Regions from separate parts of the Sus scrofa genome. Here region 1 is linked to region 2. Evidence: chromatin contacts called from public promoter capture Hi-C data. All regions are on one chromosome and are shown on one strand. Each heading gives the region's core, a stretch centred on a gene start, on an enhancer-like site or on the middle of the called end of the contact. The rest is flanking DNA. Distances are from core to core; before and after follow the strand shown. Region 1 holds the start of SPATA33 (spermatogenesis-associated protein 33). Region 2 holds the start of DEF8 (differentially expressed in FDCP 8 homolog).

Region 1 (2,886 bases), core at 333-2,832, 190 kb after region 2:
GGGCGGCCCAAGAAATAGCAAAGAGAAAAAAAAAAAAAAAAAAGAATAACTCTATCCACCGGCATCACTCTTTTCCCAGCAACGTCCTTTCCTCCGTGACCCTGGCCCAGGCAGAGAGCGCCCACACCCCTTCTCACCCAGGGCTGTGCTCCATGGAGCGGCCTTCCCGCTGTGTTCCAGCCTGTGGGATGCAGGAGGGGTGACCGTGGGGCCACAGGCGTCCCACCCTCTGGATGAAGGCAGACCTGCATGGCACACAGTGAGGCTCTTTTTTTTTTTTTTTCTTTTTTGGCCGCCCTGAATGTGGGGTTCCCAGGCCAGGAATCAGATCTGGGCTGTAGTTGTGACCTAGCCGCAGCTGAAGCCACACCGGACCCTTAGCCCACTGTGCCAGGCCAGGGATTGAACCTGTGTCCTGGTCCTGCATAAGCGTCACTGATTCCTTTTCAGCACAGCAGGAACTCCTGGCCAGGCCCTCCTGACTGGGGAGGGCACCCGTCACTCGGGAGCGCACCTAAACCTTTCTCGAACTGACACCTTCCATCTAGGATTCGGGATGTCCACCTCCTGGATCCAGGACCTCAAAACCCTTCTGTCATGAGGACCCGCCCCCTGACTCCAGCATCCCTTCACTCAGACCCATCTCCAAACTCCTTGAGTCACAAACCTCCTGTCCCTTCCTGGGCGTGTCCTACCTTGGACTTCAGACACAGGCCATTCCTGCTCAGCTGCCTCTTTCTCCTGCTGTGGGCTCTCCAAAGGCTCAGTGTCTGGAGGCCTCTCAGGCTCTGGGGAGGGCCTGTCCATCAGCCTTTCCTTAGCCTTGGGGATTGAATAGATGTGTCTCTCCGGCTCCTCACCTGAAATAGACGGATCTTAATTAGACCTATATTTTCCTGAGTCCAGGGCAACGCGGCCCATCCTTCCTCAGTTTCCTGCTTTGGTCCAGAATGAAATAAGATAGCCTGAAAGACATGGGTCACTCCGCTTCCCTACACGTGTATACTTCCCCGAAGCCTGTCAGGTCGTCAGGGAGGACCCGGGGCAGGAGGACCTGCGCGGGTGGGGCCGCGACGAGGGACGGCGGGCGGGCGGCCCTTCACCTTCGCTTTCCCAGGTTTGTGTTTGTTTTTTTTGGGGGGGAGGGTTGCTTGTTTTTTGGCCGCCCCCGCGGCATATCAGATCCCGGACCCACTCTGCCGGGCCGGGGACCGGACCTGCGGCCCTGCGCGCTAGAGACGCCACCGACCCCGTTGCGCCACAGCAGGGACTCCTGTGTTTGCTTCCGCAAAGTCCCATAGGTGAGCCGGCCACCCGCGCCGGCTGAGCCCCTCGGCGGCGCTCAGCCGGCTGACTCACAGTGGCCCCGCGGCGGCGGCGCGGGCCCGGTGGTCTCCATGGCAACGCCGCGGCCCTCGGGAGGGGCCGCGCTCTCGCGAGAGGGCCCGGCCGCCGGAAGGGGAGGCGACCCGGAAGTGCCCGCCCGGCCGCCAGCCTGCGCCGGTTGGCTCCTTCGACGCCGCTGGGAGATTCCCGTCCCGCCGCTCCCGCCAGGCCTGCCGCTGCCGGACCCGCCATGGACGGTAAGGGGCCGCCTCGCTCCAGGGGCGTGCGGGGCGGGGCCGCCTCTCCCGCGGGCGAGGCTCAGGCGGGCGCCCGTGGCCTCGATCCCAGGCCTGGTCCCGCTCCCCGACGGCGGACGCCGGCGGCTCCTCCCGGGACCGCGATCCCCGACCGTGGATCCCGGGGCCTCGACTCAGGACTTCAACCCCAGACCCCGATCCCCACCCTGGAGCCCGGAGCCTCCACCGGGGACCCCGATCCCTGACCCCCTCCTCGGCGGCCGGCTGCCCCTGCCCCTCCTATCTCCCCCATCCCCCAATCCAAGGCCCTGGCGGGGGACATCGGCCCTTGGGGGCCCTGAGATGCCGGCCAGAGCGCCGCGGAAAAGGAGACAGTTGCACCTCTGCCCCCAGAACACCGGGAAGGGAAATAGGAAGAGCTCAGGACGGAAGCAGTCGTCATGAGCCAGGCAAAACATCTCTTGATGGGAACTGTACACTCCCATTCTGCAGATGGGAAAACGGGTTGAGACAGTGTCCGTGCAGGCACAGACTCCGGGCAGCCTGGCGCCCTCCTACCTCCCTCCACTGCCCGCAGCACCACCTCAGGACCCTCTGCCCTGCTCTGTTCAAGAAACAGGAAGAATCAGTGACAGTGAGGGTACCTACCTTTCTCGAAGGTTTAAGGGCTGGTGTGATAGAGGTTGTGAAATGTCCCGCCCCGGCCCAGCGCACATACACACAGGCGTTGTGTTTTCCCCGTAACTCTTTTCTCCGGGTCCGATTTTGCCCTTCAGACTCTTTCCCTCCCGCTCAAGTCCGGGCCACACCCAGTCCAGCCTTGCTCTCCCTGCTGTCTGTACATGGCCTGCCACCTGTGCTCAGGGGGCACAGATGGCTCTGGCCTTGACCGGACTTGCACGGATGGGTGATGGGTGCCCAAACAGACCTGAAACTCCCCTGAGCTCTCAGCTGGCACACCTGACGTGCCTTTCTGGTTCCAGATTCCGGCTAGAGGATTTTCGTTCTTCATTCTGGGTTAGTGTGGTAAACCCTTTCAGGAATTAGTCTCCAAATTTAGAACAGGATTTTTTTTTTTTTTTTTTTTTTTTTTTTGGTCTTTTTAAAGGCTGTACCCGGGCCATATGGAGGTTCCCAGGCTAGGGGTCCAGTCGAAGCTGCGGCTGCCAGCCTACACCACAGCCACAGCCACTGCAATGAAGAATCTGAGCTGTGTCTGCGACCTACACCACAGCCCACAGCAGCTCCGGATCCTTAACCCACTGAGCAAGGCCAGGGATCAAACCCACAACCTCGTGGATCC
Region 2 (3,057 bases), core at 356-2,855:
AATAAATACCAGCTGCCATCTGCTGTTATCAACGTCAATATTAAGAATCAGACTGGCCTGATTCAATGCTGTCTCTTGCCATAAATAAGGGAAAACACACTGCCTCCCGCCCGGAGTGGGGGCAGAACTAAAAGGACTGGCATATGTGGCAGTGAAGCCCAAAACCCAAAGTCGCTGTAGAGGAAACTGTGTCTGACACCATGTGACGAGCAGCCCGACCCCAGGAGACTGAGGTGGGGGGCGGGGGGGGTTCCCCTGAGAAACCTCCCAGCATTTTAAAATATGGCCAGGGGAGTTCCCTGGTGGCCTCATGGTTAGGACCCAGCCCTCTCCCTGAAAGTTCAATCCTGGTCTGGGAACTGAGAGCCCACATCAAAAAAAGCTACCACTGCAGGCCATAGCCAACATTTTTTTAAATTAAATTAAAAATACATAAATGGCCAGAGAAGCTCTGAGAAGGAATACCTCCCCACTCCCGGCAGGGCTCCTGGGGCTCCAGTTCCTTCAGGAAAAGCAGCTTTCATTAACCTCGCCACGGGCAGTCAGCAGGGATGTGGAGGCCGAGGAGGGCAGAGAAGTGGGGTTGCCCATCTCTCCCAGCCTGCTTCCCCCCTGCCAAAGTGCACAGTCCAGGGCAGAAGGAGGCCACTGACACATGGGCCCAGCAATGAGGGCGTGGGGGCTGCCTCTGCAGGAAGCACCACCACCCTCACCACCCCACCAGGCACGCCCCACAACAAGCCCTGCACCCGGAATTCAGGCCGGGTCTCCCAGGGGCAGGCAGGAAGGTGGACACTCAGAGGAAAGGACACCAGTCCTCGGCCCCCTCCAGAGACCGCCTCTCTGGGGGTGTGGACTCCACTGACTTTGCTTTAAAGGAAACCTCAGAATGAAGCCCAGGGCTCTGGGGCACCTGCATCAGCCTCCCACACCCAGGCGCCGGGCTCCAAGAGGTCCTGTCATCACCCCTGCTGCCACCAGGGGCTCCCGGGCTCCTACCTGCTCACACCTGGAAGGAGGCCCACCGGGACCGCTCCGGGCGCAGGGCCTGTGTTACTGTCCCTTTAAGGAGCCTGAGTCACCGAAGCCTTGCGCCACCTCCTCGAGGAGGACAGCCCCACCCTTCCCCCACAACAACAACACACACGCCCAGGACCCTGCGCCCCCCGCCCATTTCACAGACTGGCCCGGCCCCCAGCACAGGGTGGCCCTGTCTCGGGGACCCCCCCACGCCCCGGGCCTCACAGATCCTACGACAACGCGTGTCGACAGCCGGAAGCAGTGACAGTGTCACCTGGGGTGGCCGCGTCCACCAAACCCCGCCGGAGCAGGGTGGAGACAGCTGAGGTCACCAGCCCCCTGTGCCACCCGGGGAGGGGCCTGGCGGCCCAGAGTCCCGCTGTGCGCTCCGGCGGGGCCTCGGCGGGTCCCGGGGCCCCGGCGTCCGCGCGGGAGAGCCCCCCCGCCCCGGGCTCCAGGCCGGCGCCCCGGGCCCCGGCCCGCGCCTCCCGCCCCGCGCTCACCTGACCGCCGCCGCCACCGCCCCCGCTACATGGTGGCCGCGCCCTCGCTGCGCTGCAGCCGCCGCCGCCCGCTGCTGCCGCCTGCGGCCCGGAGGCGCACGGCAGCCGGAGGCCGCACCCCCAGCCGACGCGGAGGCCGCACGTCCCACTCCGGGAACTGGGCCCGCGGGGTCCCGCTGTTCAGGACCGGGGGCAAGAGGAAGTCCCCTTGGGGCTCGGCGGGCTAGGAACCCGACGCGGGCCCATGACGATGCAGACTCGACCCCTGGCCGGGGAAGCTGCATGCGCTGCACGTGCAGGCCCAGAAAGCAAAAAAATAGATGGTGTGAAATAAAATTCCTACGTCATGGCAAGACAAGAAAAATTTCAACAGCCGCTCTGCCCTTGGGCCTCTCGCCCCTCGCTGTGCCCGGAGGACCTGCATTTCTGCACCCCCCCGCCCCCCCGCCCCGCCCACATGGCAGGAATGCCTGTTCAGCCACCAACAGCCACGTTTTCCCAGCTCCAGCATCAGGAGCTCAGATCTGGATTGTGCCAAGTGTCAGTAATACGTCATTTGATGTCCAGCCCTCTGTCGTAAAAAACTGCCATAACCGATTGACTTCTAATGGGCAGAACTGTCCTCAGAGCTTTCTAGATGCTCTTCCCAGGTCATAATTCTCAAATGTGGCTCGAATAAAGTTTCCAGCTTTTTGGAATTCCCATCGTGGCTCAGTGGAAACGAATCCGACTAGTATCCATGAGGTTGCAGGTTCTATCCCTGGCCTCGCTCAGTGGGTTAAGGATCTGGCGTTGCCGTGAGCTGTGGTGTAGGTCGCAGACTCGGCTCGGATCCCGAGTTGCTGTGGCTGGGGTGTAGGCTGCCGGCTGCAGCTCCAATTCAACCCCTAGCCTGGGAACCTCCATATGCCAAGAGTGAGGCCCTAAAAAAAAAAAAAAAAAAAAAAATTCAACTTCTTTCTCACATCTCCTGATTAATTTTTTATTCACAATGGTAAAGAAGGGGACTGCATTTTCTAGATTTTTCCTTAATCACAAAAGTCCTAATTTAAATCAAAAGCAAACGTTCTTTTTAAAAAAGCTGGTATTTAGGAGTTCCCCTGTGGCTCAGCAGGGTAAGGATCCTGTGGCGGTCACTGCTGTGGCTCCGGTTACAGCTGTGGCACAGGTTCAGTCCCTGGCCCGGGAACTCCCACATGCCGTGGGCACGGCTAGAAACAAAATTGGCATTTAATCTTCTTTTAAACCCTGGGAGCTGAGGGAAAAAGGAAGAGGGGACCTCTGTGCAGTCAGCTTCCAGCTACCTGACCCCGTGTGGCCTTCGCAGCTCGCGAGGGGAGAAGGTGCTCCAATTCTTCCCTCTCACTGAGGACACCGGAGGCCCAGCGGGGCTGCTCAGCAGCGGTGCAGGAGTTGAGGAAGCCCCGTCTGTCTTCACCACCCTCCACCACCCCCACATCAGAAACGAAAGGCTGGAGTTCCCATCATGGCTCGGTGGTTAACGAATCCAACTAGGAAACGTGAGGTTGCAGGT

Evidence for each region. Promoter capture Hi-C pulls out the DNA fragments that hold promoters and counts their contacts.
Region 1: a promoter capture Hi-C map of fetal liver shows a contact between it and region 2, with 2.5 times the contacts expected there. The contact joins the promoter of SPATA33 here to the promoter of DEF8 in region 2. A contact is called at or near these places in 2 of 5 promoter capture datasets (fetal liver and liver) and 1 of 2 datasets of contacts at active chromatin or transcription factors (alveolar macrophages).

What each region holds. Positions count from the first base shown.
Region 1 is chr6:350,405-353,290 of Sscrofa11.1, forward strand. SPATA33 (spermatogenesis-associated protein 33) reads right to left here and starts at 1,583. Exons shown (of 3, transcript XM_013994369.2): 1 at 1,218-1,583; 2 at 696-860. The coding sequence starts at 1,578. It overlaps CHMP1A (charged multivesicular body protein 1A), which reads left to right and starts at 1,474. Exons shown (of 7, transcript NM_001243360.1): 1 at 1,474-1,583. The coding sequence starts at 1,577.
Region 2 is chr6:159,331-162,387 of Sscrofa11.1, forward strand. DEF8 (differentially expressed in FDCP 8 homolog) reads right to left here and starts at 1,606. Exons shown (of 12, transcript XM_021097025.1): 1 at 1,524-1,606.